Regions from separate parts of the Mus musculus genome. Here region 2 is linked to region 1. The links are chromatin contacts, called in public promoter capture Hi-C maps. All regions are on one chromosome and are shown on one strand. Each heading gives the region's core, a stretch centred on a gene start, on an enhancer-like site or on the middle of the called end of the contact. The rest is flanking DNA. Distances are from core to core; before and after follow the strand shown.

Evidence for each region. Promoter capture Hi-C pulls out the DNA fragments that hold promoters and counts their contacts.
Region 2: a promoter capture Hi-C map of liver shows a contact between it and region 1, with 2.4 times the contacts expected there. The contact joins two enhancer-like sites. A contact is called at or near these places in 7 of 39 promoter capture datasets (the HPC-7 cell line, HPC-7-derived erythroid cells, embryonic stem cells and 2 more), 21 of 484 Hi-C or Micro-C datasets (the CH12 cell line, ECoMG myeloid progenitors, the G1E-ER4 cell line and 11 more), 7 of 115 datasets of contacts at active chromatin or transcription factors (embryonic stem cells, extraembryonic endoderm stem cells, hepatocytes and 3 more) and 3 of 9 other capture datasets (adipose tissue, liver and pancreatic islet).

The regions. Positions count from the first base shown.
Region 1 is chr2:4,892,802-4,899,701 of GRCm38.p6, forward strand. Sephs1 (selenophosphate synthetase 1) reads left to right here. Exons shown (of 9, transcript NM_175400.6): 5 at 384-538; 6 at 3,888-3,978; 7 at 6,663-6,762. Among named protein-coding and RNA genes, the nearest start is that of Sephs1, 15 kb to the left of the region's middle. Within about 2 kb of position 3,035, at least 4 of the 459 cell types and tissues checked have an H3K27ac peak or open chromatin away from gene starts, as enhancers often do. A contact at or near this core is called in hepatocytes and liver, where this site is marked.
Region 2 is chr2:4,984,503-4,991,562 of GRCm38.p6, forward strand. Ucma (upper zone of growth plate and cartilage matrix associated) reads left to right here. Exons shown (of 5, transcript NM_001113558.2): 5 at 812-1,246. The coding sequence ends at 909. It overlaps Mcm10 (minichromosome maintenance 10 replication initiation factor), which reads right to left. Exons shown (of 20, transcript NM_027290.3): 20 at 6,222-6,974. The coding sequence ends at 6,891. Among named protein-coding and RNA genes, the nearest start is that of Ucma, 12 kb to the left of the region's middle. Within about 2 kb of position 3,214, at least 15 of the 459 cell types and tissues checked have an H3K27ac peak or open chromatin away from gene starts, as enhancers often do. A contact at or near this core is called in hepatocytes and liver, where this site is marked.

The DNA of each region.
Region 1 (6,900 bases), core at 1,785-4,284:
CAGAGGCAGACGGATTTCTGAGTTCGAAGCCAGCCTGGTATTCATAGTGAGTTCCAGGACAGCCAGGGCTATTCAGAGAAACCCTGTCTCAAAAAAAAAAAGAAAAGAAAAAGAAAGGAAGGAAGAAAGGAAAGAAGGAAAGGAAAGAAGGAAGAAAGAAAGAAGAAAAGAAGCTGGGCTTCATTGTTCACTTTGTAACCCAGAATACACTTGCCAGCATGCTTGCATCAGGAAACATGTCCCTGCTTTATTGCACTCTACCCTGTCTGTCAGCTTCTGCTCTCTAGAGGGTTTTATCTCTTTATAACTGCAAATGTAGAGCCATCCTTTCTGGGGTTTGAACAGAATTCATGACTTTTCATCTCTGTCCTTTTAAACCCTAGGAGAGGGATAAAGTGATACCGCTAATTATACAGGGTTTTAAAGATGCGGCAGAGGAAGCGGGAACCTCTGTAACAGGCGGCCAAACGGTATTAAACCCCTGGATTGTTCTGGGAGGAGTCGCCACAACGGTCTGCCAGCCCAATGAATTTATCATGTAAGTTGGCTTTTGTTCATGTCGGAACCTGTTTTTCTCTCATCCTCTCTAAAAATAAGGTATATTAAGGTGTCATTCAGTTGCTGTACAAGTCACCCATTGAGAGTATGCAGTTCAGTGGGTTTGGGCCTTTCCAGAGCATAGACTCACCAGGATCCCTTCAGCACTTTGATCACCCTGAGTGGAAACTCCCACTGGGGTTATCACTTGCTCATCCTTCAGATACATCTTGGTTGGTTTCACGTCCTGTATTGGCATAGTGTTTTTATTTTCATGCACGTTGTAGCATTTGTCAGTACTTTGATCCTATTCCTGAGCAAATTTAGACTTTGTAAATTTCAGGTGACAAAGACATGTAACATGGTATTCAGCATTTCATGTGTCCGTTTTCTGGTTTGGTTTTTGAAACAAGGTATCACTTTGTGTCTCATGCTGACCTCAAACGCATCCTCCTGCCTCACCTGCTCAGTCCAAGAGTTGTGGGAAGGCTGCCTCCACAGCTTTTCTGATTTGTTTGGTTTCTTGTACCTGGCCTTGAACACAGCTTGTTGTGTCTGCTAAGCGGGTACTGCACCGTAAGCTCTACCTCTGTGTCAGCGTTTTAAGTCTACAGTGGTTTTGTGAGTGCAGGCTTGAATGAGCATCATCCCGTCAGCACCCAGAACGTTGGCTTCCCTTACCCACGCCTGTCCTTATTTGCAGACATTTCTAGTTTGCCCTTCCCGCAGTGTTCTTTGTAAGGGCAGCCTGCTCTGAGCACTGTGATAAATGGAACCGTGCTCTGTAGGACACTTTGTACCTGGCTTTACTTGCTCTCATATCATCAAGTTGTAGCACAAATCCATAGTGCTTTTTTTTTTTTTTTTTTTTTTTACTTTTTTGTTCTGTTTTGTTTTTTTAAAGATTTGCTTATTTTATGTATATGAGTACACTGTAGCTTTCTTCAGACACACCACAAGAGGGCATCAGATCCATTACAGATGGTTGTGAGCCACCATGTGGTTGCTGGGAATTGAACTCAGAACCTCTGGAAGAGCAGTCAGTGCTCTTACCTGCTGAGCCATCACTCCAGCCCTCTTTGTTTTGTTTTTTAAGAGTGAGTTTCTCGGGCTGGTGAGATGGCTCAGCAGGTAAGAGCACCCGACTGCTCTTCCAAAGGTCCTGAGTTCAAATCCCAGCAACCACATGGTGGCTTACAACCATCCGTAACAAGATCTGACTCCCTCTTCTGGTGTGTCTGAAGACAGCTACAGTGTACTTACATATAATAAATAAATAAATAAATAAATCTTTAAAAAAAAAAAAAAAAGAGTGAGTTTCTCTATGTAGTCCTGGCTGTCCTGGAACTTTTTTCTGTATTTGAACTCACACAATCTGCCTCCAGCTCCCATGTTCTGGGTTCAAAGGTGTATGCCACCACCACCACCACAGTACTTTGTTATGGCCTAGTAAGCTATTGTCTGTATATACCTCAAGTTTGTCTGTTGACTGGTGGACTTTTGAGTTGTCTTCTCCTATTACTATAAACCCCCTTCAAGTGCAGTTTTGTTTTGCTCTTTTGTGTGTGTACAGACCCAAGTTCTCCACATCCCCTCTAGAAGTTGTTTTTTGTTTTTTTTAAAGATTTATTTTATTAATATATGTAAGTACACTGTAGCTGTCTTCAGACACTCCAGAAGAGGGAGTCAGATCTTGTTGCGGATGGCTGTGAGCCACCATGTGGTTGCTGGGATTTGAACTCTGGACCTTCGGAAGAGCAGTCGGGTGCTCTTACCCACTGAGCCATCTCACCAGCCCTAGAAGTTGTTTTATGATGCCATTCTCCTTCTGCTCAGAACCAGTGTAGTGGTACCTGCCTACACAGGTGCCATCCCATGTGGCTTTGACTTGCGTTTCTTTAATGAGTAGTGGTGGCAAGCATCTAGTCTTAAAGCTTTGTTTGGGGTGAAAAAACATTTCTCTGTATCCTTTAGAGATGGATTTCAACATAGATTGTCACGTTCCATGTTTGATGTTCAGAGAGGCACCCTGTCCTTCATTTATTTGGTTTAGATTGATTGATTGATTGATTTCTGTGGTGGGAAACCACTTGAAGGACCTGGTTCTTCTCTCCTGGGGAGTCCTAGGAAAGAAATTGAGCCCAGGTTCTGAGAGTTGATGGCAACCAGGTCCAGAGAATTGGTGGCAAGCACCCACTAAGCCATCGACTGACCCTCACTTCAGTTCTTAATTAGTAACTGGCAGGTAGTATGTTGACCTGAGTCAGAATGTAAAAGATGTAAAAAGAATCTACAGTGCAGTGGTCATGATCTGTGTAGAGGCTCAAGTTTCCTGCCAGACTCTCCTCCTGTTAGTTTTGTGTATTTGCTATTGCTGTTTCAATTATGTTTGGTTATTTTGATGCTGTAACTAATGTTCCAGGCATAACCTTGGAGCAGGTCATTGGGACTAGTTCTAAGAATCCCTAGGTCAGGTGGGGTGTGTTAGTAATGCTGAGAGCCTGCCTGTCATAAAGGCTCTGCCAGGTTCCACTCCACAGCAGTGAACAGGCAGGCCAGATTCCCCGGATGGCGATTGCCTGGGTTTACAGACCTGATCTCTGCTCTTCTGCTTTGTGGTTTTGCTTGCTTGCTTGCTTTTCCATAATAGGGAGTTGAACCCCAGACCTGAGTGTGGAAGGCAGTGGCTCTGCTGTTGGCTACATCCTCAGATCTCTACACATCACACACACCCCATCTCTCCCTTTAACTTGTTCCTTAGGGCTGCCATGTCAAGCAGGCTTTGATCTCCCTGCCCTAGTCTCCCAGGCAGCTGAGGTGACAAGTGAGTAGCACCATAATCTTGCTCAGAAGAGAGAAGCTGAGCACATTGTTCATGTTTAGCCATCTTTTCATTAGTGGAAGCTCCTTTTACTCCAGTAGCAGATGGCGTGCCCAGTAAGCATCCTGCATCTATTTGGGGCAAGCATGAGGACCTGAGTTTTGTCTCTAGCAGCCACTTAAAAACTAGTTATTGGCAGTGCTCACCTGTATTGCCATCAGGGAGACAGACACAGTCAAGTCCCTGGAGCTCACTAGCCAAAATGGTAAGTCCTGGGCCCAGTGAGAGACCTTATTTCAAAAACTAAGCTGGAAAATATTAAAGATAATGTTGACTTCTGGCTTCTACCTAACCCACATACATGTGCATTCACACACACACACACACACACACACACACACACACACACACACACACACAGGAAAGGAAGAATTGTTGCAAAACGTTTATTTTAAACAAGATTCCCTTTTTGCTTTACTGTTGCCGCCTCCGTTAGTGTGATCAGAACGTGCTCTTTTCTTTTCTGCAGGCCAGATAATGCAGTACCTGGGGATGTGCTGGTATTGACAAAGCCCCTGGGGACACAGGTTGCAGTTGCTGTGCACCAGTGGCTGGATATTGTAAGTAAAAGCAGTTCAGGACTGGGGCTGGGCTGAGAGTAGGGGTGGGTGGGACAGTTAGCTCTCACAGTTGCTCTTTAGTTTCAGAGTGGTTTGTGCTTTGTTTTGTTTGAAGCGGGGGGGGGGGGGCACTTGTGAAATGAAAACTTTAAATTTTACCTCTATAAAATTATCAGTAAAGTCCTTAGGTGAATTATCCATATTCTCATAAATGAAAATTTAAGCCATATAAAGGGGTGCGAGTCCCAGCTTGAGGAATCAGGTCAGGTGTTGACATAATTGTCATGGAGTTTGGGGGTTTTTTTTGTTTGTTTTTTGTTTGTTTAATTTTTATTTACTTATTTTATGTATATAAGTTACACTGTTGCTGTCTTCACACACCCCACAAGAGGGCATCAGATCCCATTACAGATGGTGTGAGCCACCATGTGGTTGTTGGGAATTGAACTCAGGGCCTCTAGAAGAGGAGTCAGTGCTCTTAACCGCTGAGCCATCTCTGCAGCCCCCGGAGTTGGGGGTTATTGTGATATGTTCGTATTGTCTTTAAATTGATTAATAGTGAAGGACATACAGATGTAGTATGTGTAGTGGAGGACAGACAGGAGGGTATTTTTGCTAAGCACTGACCCGCTGCCGTGTCTCCCTAACAGTCCACAGTGACTAGGATTTTACCCTCACGTATCATGGCGTGTCTAATTTCTACAACTATCGTCTGAAACTTACCAGTCTTGAACAGTTGGAAAAATGATAAAGACTTATATCACTTATTGGCCGTTTATCGTGACTTGATGTAGCCAGTAAGAACCCTTGGAACTGGAGAGGGGTCTCAGCAGCTGAGAGCACAGGCTGCACTGCCAGGGGTCCTGGCTTCTCGTCTCCCTTCCGTGTAGTGGCTAACAAAAGTCTGTAACCCCAGTTCCAGGGGATCCAGTGCCTGCTTTTGGCCATTCTGGACACTCCATGCATATGATGCATAGACATACATACCTATAGGCACAACACCCAGATACATAATATATAAAACATTCTCACTGGGCAGGAGTGATGCATGGCTTTAATTCTGGCACTCAGGAGGCAGAGGCAGGCGGATCTCTGTGAGTTCAAGGCCACCATGGTCTATAGAACAAGTTCTGGAACAGCCAGAGCTACACAAAGATACCCTGTCTTGAAAAATGAAATAAAGTCTTAGAAATGGCCATATTATTTACTTACTTTCCCTCCTTCTCAGTGATGTGAAGCAGTCTGGGAAGTTGCTGAGGGGGCAGTCTACAGAGGTGCTGTCTAGTCTAGTATGGCCTGCACTGTCTCCACTTCTGCTTCACACATCATTGCTTTATTATTGATTTTTGGCAAATATTCAGAATTTTTAAAAGCAAGTTCCAAATGCAGTGTAATAGCATAATGTTTGTTTCTTTAATAAAGGTTAGAGGCATTGCCATATAGTTTTAGAATCTATTGTCTGAGGATCCTGGGTTTTGACAGGCAAAGAATGATAGATACAGATATCAAAGTGGGTGTTACTTCTTTTTTTTTTTTTTTTTTAGATTTATTTATTTATTATATGTAAGTACACTGTAGCTGTCCTCAGCTACTCCAGGAGTGGGCATCAGATTTCGTTACAGATGGTTGTGAGCCACCATGTGGTTGCTGGGATTTGAACTCGGGACCTTCGGAAGAGCAGTCGGTGCTCTTCACCACTGAGCCGTCTCTCCAGCCCGTGGGAGTTACTTCTGAGAGTGCTGGGAAGAATGGGATTAAGGGTAGATCAAGTTAGTCCTAATGTCTAACAGTGACTGGCAAGTATTGGCTTTTGTGATATGGGCACCAAGCTCAGCCTCACGTATGTTAGCAAGTTCTTACCTCAGCACCTCAGGTTTTGTTTATACAGTGTTCAAAACACTTAAGTGAAGATACATGCATCATAGAGCAATTAGTGGTCTGTGGTTCCGTGTACCATGAACCTTTACATCATGATGCTAACTTCTTTCAAAATCAGACAGAGGCCTTTTGTCCTTTTAATGACAACTTTATTTGCTCACCCAAAACTGTCCTCAGCATGGACAGCTGAAAATTTCACATCTGTTTGTATCAAAATCACTTCCCTGCAGGAGTCAGTTAAAGTAGAAAAGGTATAATGTAAAAACAGTGCCATCAGCGTAGTAGAGGAGATGGGAAGGGAACCAAGGACATGGGAAATTCTCTTCTGTTCTTGTAGAACTCAAGGCTTTGTGAATACCGGGCAGGCTCTTGCCTGACATCTCAACCCTTGGAAACAGTGTTAATTACACCTGCCAGATGAGAGCAGGGTGCAGCTGTGTGCCCGTTAGGTGTACATACCCAACAAGCTAGGATATTTACTACAGAAATGTGGGATAAGCCGAAGACAGAATGATAGGTCCCCTGAAAAACACTAACCACGGAAGGGTATCGACTTAAAACACTTCTATGTCTTGACAACTAGGTAAATAAAATTCCCAGTGACTGGGGTGTAGCTCAGTGGTGCAGGAGGTGCTGGATATGTGTGGGACCTTGATATGTGGCTATATCACCAGCAATATGTACGTACATCAACATGCCCAGTCCTGGAAGATGACTAGGAAAAGTATTCATTTTGTACATGGTTAGAAGTAAAAATGAATCACGTTTTCTTTTTCTCTCTCTCTCACCTGTGTTCCTACGGCTAGCCCGAAAAATGGAATAAAATTAAGCTAGTGGTCACCCAAGAAGACGTAGAGTTGGCATACCAAGAGGCAATGATGAACATGGCCCGGCTCAACAGGACAGGTATGGGGCAGAAGCCTTTGTGCTCAGGGCTTAGCAAAGGTTCTGAGAAAGAGAGTAATAGATGGGAACTTGAGGATATCGGCTGCATCTAGTTTTTGTGCATAGTGGGGTTTTTTTGTTTTTGTTTTTTTCCTCAAG
Region 2 (7,060 bases), core at 1,964-4,463, 92 kb after region 1:
AACATAGATCTATGTTTGAAACGTAGGAAATAGAGAGCATGCCAGGTATGGTGGCACACATCTGTAAGGCCAGCACTCAGGAAGTCAAGGCATGAGGATGGTGAGTTCTAGGTCAGCCTGAGCTGTGGAATAAGACTTTATCTCAAAAGAGCAAAACAAGAAGATAACTTCCTGAGAGAAAGTACCCATGGCATTCACAGCTCCACGCTGACAACAATCTCCATGATTTGCTTTACATTATTTTACATTATATAGTGTGTGTGTGTGTGTGTGTGTGTGTGTGTGTGTGTGTGTGTACATGTACATGCTTGTAGAAAGAACACTGTGGGAGTCGGTTCTCTTCTTTTGTGTGGATTTTCGGGATGGAACTCAGGCCGCTATGTTTAACAGCAAGTACTATTCCCAGATGACCCATCTCACTGGTTTGTGAATATTTCAAGGTGTGGCTTGTATTTCCATGTGGCCCTTGTGCTGTTTCTTGTTACTTTGGTGTCTAGTCACCTGCTTAAGCCAGATGACTGCTTAAGGCTCCTTTCTCCATTGTTGGTAAGGAGGCAGGCCGCTCAGGTGCTAGCTGTTAGCTTCAGTTCTGCTGGCAACCACCTATGACCTTTATCCTCTGGCCTGCTCCAAGACAGAAACCTTCATACAAATGCCTATCAGCCCCGCCCAGCTCCAACCCTGGAAGTCTCATGGCTCAGGTACACTTAGCTCAATGTCCCTTCAGCAGGTGCTGGGGGCTGATCATCAACTCCTGCTGGGTTGGGCATCTTCTAATGTGCACAATGGCCTTTTATCTTTCCCGCCTCAGAGCAGGAAGAGAGGACCCGGGAGGCTGTGGAGCAGTGGCGCCAGTGGCATTATGATGGCCTGTATCCTTCCTACCTCTACAACCGCCAAAACATCTGACCTCATTAAAGCAACCGGGGAAGAGAAGCATGTGACAGGCCTGCCACCTCTCCACAGACGGACCCACAAGGTGAAGCTCCCTCACCGCCCTGGTCAACAGCTCCAGGAAAGACACCCTCTGTTCTGATGCCTTCTGATGCGTGGCTTTTGCTTCTTTATGGATGTTTGTTTTGTTTTGTTTTTGAGTGAGCAACCATCTGTGGTTCTTCCCAGCACCTGCCCCCTTGCTTAGCCACCAGAAACAGAATCAGAGCACCCATCTGATAGACACTTTCAGGATCGAAGCATAAAGGTTTTAAGCTTGCTTATGGCCTATTAATAAAAGTGCCGAATCAACACTGTGTATCATTGCCACAGAACTCCAAGGGACCTGCTGTGTGTCCAAGTATCCACGTGTGGTCCATGTGTCTAAGCACATGCTCTACCACTGAGCTATACCCCAGCCCTAACTTTAAATACAGAAGAAGCACTGTAGACAGGCAGATTGGAGGGACCACCCTCTCCCAAGTGCCTGGTGCTCTGTCTTCAAAGAAAGACAGAGCCTTTTGTCTTGGGAGAATCACGCTTGGAACACAAACCCCATCACAAAAGCCAAGCCAACCCTACCCCCAGATCCCATGGCTACCTTTGTAGCTCCATGGGTACATAGCCATCTCTTCTTCCCTTCTCCTTTCCCGTGGAGGACTTTGTGGTCCTCGTCACTGGAAGCTTTACGGTGCACATGGTGTAGGCTGCCCCAATCTCCACACCAGGCAGTTTCCCGGTGGGGTAGCAGGTATTTAGAGAATTTTCTGTGCTTTCAAGTTTTTCTTCCTTCAGTGGTTTTATATTGAAACCACTGGTGTTTTGGGGGTGTGCTGCACTCACATGCCATGGGATAGTCTAGTGTCACCAGTCCCAGTCCTTCTTCAGTAAGGTGGTGACATGTGGGCCCTAACTTCTACACTTTCAACCCAGAGACATCAGTGATTTGAAAACATTTGCAGGGAGTCTCGAGGAAAGACTGCCTTGAAAAATACACTATTTCTGGTGTCACCTCGCTGTCACCCATGACCTCACCAGGCCACCAGTGCAACTTGCATATTCCTACCCTGTCGATTTTGTGTGAAGCCCAACAGAAAGGCTGCTCAGGAGCCCATCTGCCATAAAGTGAATGTGGTCTATCAGGAGCCCACTGTGAAAGCCCGCCATCCGATTTTGATTTTGTGCTACTGGAAGGTGTTCTGGGACAAACGTCTCAAGGGGGCACCTTAATGTCTTTCCCCTCTCTCTTGTTGATGACCATGAAATGAGTGACATATATTCCCGCCACAACATCAGGCCTCATGCAAAGCCACAGGGCCAGTCAATCACGGATTGAAACCTCCAAACCAAGGACCAGCACTCCATTCTCTCTACACACTGCTTGTCCACAGGCATTTGCTACAGGAACAGAGTGCTAACAGCTGTTGTTCTGCATTGCCCTCTGCACACGCCATGCAGCTGGAAGCTGGCATATGCTAGCACCGGAAGAGCTATAAGTTAGAAGTTTGACAGGTACCTCAAGTTTTGTAGCTTTTATTACCTGAGGGTGCGATTGACATCTCAATGTTTGGAAGATAAAATCTCAGCTCAGTTCCTGAGCCAGAGTAAAGAAAGCAATCAGGTTTGGGCAAAGCAAATGTCAGAGATGTCCTTCTCTGATCTCCTAATTAAGAGACTCATGTACACAGATCGCACCTGCTTCCTGTCCCATCCCACAGAGACAGAGTAGGAGCATAGCAAGGTTTTGTTTTTTTAACTTTTAATTCCTAAAGTTGTTCTCTTAGGGGTGTCTCTTTCTACTTTCCAGGGAGGCAAGGGTCCTAATCTGGGTGACCCTGTCAATGTGGCCCACTTTCATTCCCATCTTCTAGTTGGCATCCCCTCGCACAGGCTAGTACACAGGTAGATGGTCACAGATGGTTGCATTCTGAGGCCACATCCCACACATTCCCCCTGCCTGTTGTGTCTGAGGGAAGGAAGGCTTACACGAGGACATATCCAAAGGGAAGCAAGGTTTGGGAGAACAGCTAGTTTAGAAGTGAAGAAAGCAAACCTGAACAAACTGCCCTTGCCTCTTCAACAGCTGCACTTGGCATTCTGGCTCAAGATAGAGAATTCTGGCCTCAAGGATCTGGGTAGGAATTCTTTTCCCTCCTTCACCCCTGTCCTTAACAAGGGGTCCATTATACTTAGGTTTTCAAGTTCAGCCCAGGATTCCTTCACTAAGAGCCAAACACTGTCATTCCTAGTGAGAACGATGCCAAAGGTAACAAACCCAGCAATCAGAGTGAGCAAATGTCACAGGCAAACACCAATAGACCGATCTGTACTTGAGGCTGCCCTTGGCAAGTGTGGCTTCAGGGCTCGATTTTTCTCTTCCTTTCTTTCTCATCACTACGCCCTAATTTTGAAGAGGTTGAGAACAATGCGTCAAAATTCCTTAGTAATTTCCATTCACTAGTCTCACATATTTTATTTACAAATAGAGGGAGGTGGGGTTCAACTGGGAGGTAGACTGGTAAAGCACTTGCTCACCAAGTTCAAGGTCCTGGGCTCAATTCCCAGCACCACCCAAAACAAACTCAGGAAGCTGTGTGCTCTGGGGCGATTTTATTTACTCTGACTCTTTGAGTAGAGGCTGGTGATTTTCCTAAGCCCCACAATGAGTCGTCCTGTGCTTTCTATACACTTCTGTGCTTTCCCATTTGGTTGGGTTGTTTAATTTCTAATTAATTTTCAAACAATAGTGTTCTAATGCTTTAGTGAGACTGTCATAATTTGGGTTGATGAGACAGTCAAAGAGTAAAACTGCCCAGTCTCAAGCCTGATTATGCAAGTGAGTTTGATCCCCAACACTCACATGATAGAAGCAGAGAACCAACTACTTCCAAGTTACCCTCCAACCTCAGGCACATTAGCTGTATCTACTTGTTCTATAACTGTTAAAGAAAACACACACGTATATATATACATACATATGTATGTATGTGTATATATATATATATATTGAATAAACTCACTCTTTTAAATGACAATAAATGGGCAGTGCACATCATCTCTAGACCAGTGGTTCTCAGCCTCTGGGTGGTGACCCCACTAGGGAGAAGGTTGGATGGCTCTTTCATAGGGGTTGCATATCAGGTAGCCTGCCTCTCAGTATTTACATTATGATCCATAACAGTGGCAGAATTACAATTATAAAGTAGCAACAAAAATAATTTTATGGCTGGGGGGGGGATGGTCACCACAGTGTGAGGCTATTAAAGAGTTGCAGCATTAGGAAGATTGAGAACCAAGGCTAGACCACACACAGCAATCCTTGGAGTACTTCATGGCTAAAGCAAGCATTTGTATTCAGAACATAGAAAGAAATTTTACAGCTCATCCTAATGGTACAAACATTTGGCTGGTCAATAGCATATGACAAGATGCTCAACAGAACTGGCTACAAGGAATTAAACCACGGTGAGATGTCACCATACACTGATCTGAACAGCCAAACTTAAAAAAAGGCCGGGGAGATGGCTCAACAGTTAAGACACTTGCTGCTTTTCTAGGTGAGTGTGGTTCCTGCACCCACGTAGGGCAGCTCACCATAGCCTGTAACTCCGACTCCTGAGGATCTGATGCCCTCTTCTGGCCCTCTGTGGCTACTCGTACGTGTGTGCACCGCACACCCACTCATATATAAATTAAAAAAGACTGACAATATCAGGTGTGGGTGAAGCCTTGGAGCAAATGGGAAATGGAATTCCCATACATTTACTAGATGGTGTGCCAGAGGGCACAAAAGCTTTCGAGTTCCCTATTTTCCACTCCAAGATTGGTTGCCTTTTTTTTTTTTTTTTTTTTTTTTTTTTTTTTTTTTTTTTTTTTCCCCCGAGACAGGGTTTCTCTGTGTAATCCTGGAACTCACTTTGTAGACCAGGCTGTCCTTGAACTCAAGAAATCCACCTGCCGCTGCCTCCCAAGTGCTGGGATTAAAGGCGTGGACCACCACTACCACCACCACCCAGCCTTCAAGATTGTTATCTAAAAGACTTTATCTTTCTTGCCTGGAAACAGGATTTTGTTTTTTTTTTTTTTTAAGTTACTTTTTTCTAAATAGGAAAAAAAAAAAAAGAGAGAGAGAGAAAGAAACCTAAAACAAACAAAATATTCTGAAGATAGATTCAGAACAGCCAGTTTCTGCTACTTGCCGAGTGCTTACCCAGTTCTGAGTGCCTGATAACGTGACATGGCTCTGATAGTAAGTCAAGAAAAAAGATAAACATGTAGTGGATTTATATGAAACTATTTAATAGTTGGTAATTCACTAAAAGGCAGGATTAAAAGGTTAGTTCCATTAATGAATATTTTCAAGGCCCATGGGTAGGTAGTTCTCTCCCCTCTCCTCACCCCTGAATATTCTGGGAAACCATACACACACAGACACACACACACATGATGAACACAAATTCAACCTTCCAATAATATCTGTGAGCGTGGGAAGGGGTTCCACTGTGTTTCTAATTATTTAGGAGTTAAAAATAAAATTAAAGAAATAAAGGCACCCACACTCAGGTCCCCAGAGCTCTGTAAGCACCTGGACATCTTATAGACATCAAAGACCCAGCCACGCCCTGAGCAGATGAGAACACATCTCCCACCGGCGGCCATCTGCTGTTCCTGATCCCTGCATGTGTGCTGCGGACTTCAGGTACATCACTCTCCAGATTAGTCCTAAGCCTTTAGTTCTTACTAATAATATTCCCAGAATATTCGGGGTGAGGAGGGGTGGAGAGAACCACCAGTGAGCCTTACTATTTTCTTTATTGAGTTTAGAAACCAAAGCCCAAACCCTGTTGTAAGCACAAAGACCTCTAAAAAATGGTGGCCAGACCTTAGGGAAACAGGGACTACAATGGTTAGCGCCTTCAGCCCACACAGAGCAGAGACAAAGCTGGATGCCACCTGGGGCATGCAATCTTTGGCTCTAAAGCCTCAACCGTGTATTTCCTAGAACTGCTTTCCACAGAATTACCCTCTTGTCTTGGACAAAACCAAGTCTAGCTAGAGTTTAGATCCTGCCAATTTATCTTACCCTTAGACAGGACCAGCATTCACATGGGTCAAATACCGTTAGAAAACAGTTTGTCCAGCTAGCCTAATCTAAGAAGTACACATTTACTGTCATTAGCTATGCTTTGGCCTTCGTGACACACACAATAGTAAGCACACCTGTAGGCCTACCCAGAGTCCTGGGTTCTGTCTGTGTAGCTGGTTTCTGAGTCACGTTTCACAGCCTCTCAAGTTGTACATTTGCTTTTATTAGGAGCATCAAACTTTATTTTAAATAAACCCACACTAAAGGTGAGGAGAGCTTAGGCATTTCTATCCGAGTCCCATGGCACTGTAGGCAGAGAAACTTTTCTCCATACGAAGGAACTGAGTCACAAACTGGCTTGCTGACTTCCCGTCAGAGAAAAAGCTGCAATCACAGTCAACAGAAGGAAACCCTGGTACCCAGTGTCAGTAGATCCAGACTACACAGAGGCAGCGCTATTCATCACCAGAACCAGGGGGGGTTGGGACATTACAGACAAGCAGCCTGGGCTTCATGTTCCACATAAGGACTGAGCACGGAAGTGGGGAGAGACCCATGCCATGTTAGCTCTCTTGTCTCTCGTGCCCACGTTAACACCTGAAGGAGACACAGAGGCAAAGTTCTTGAGTCACCTTTCAGTTCTGGGGCAGGCATCTGTGACTCAAGGAAAAGCCGCAGTGCCCCGGTTTCCCATATGCACATGAGTGTCAAATATGGTGTCAGGCCAGCACATGGAGGAAAGCGGGTAGGCACCATGGTTATCAAGCACTTCTTTCTCACAGAGTCAACCAGGAAAAAGGACAGCACAGAGCCAATCTCTTGCTTTTCAGAGCCACAGGAGTAAGGCCGGTTGGGCGGTGTCTGAAGAGAGTCACTTGAGGCTGTTCAGAAACTTGGCGTGCTCTTCCCCTCTCGGCAGCAGGGTCTCTCCTCCTATCTTTGGACCTGTCTTCTCCTAGGAGGAGAGTGCACGAGGAAGAGACACTTTATCTCTATTTTCCTGGGTCACCAACTTAATCACGAATTAGAATACAGTACTAC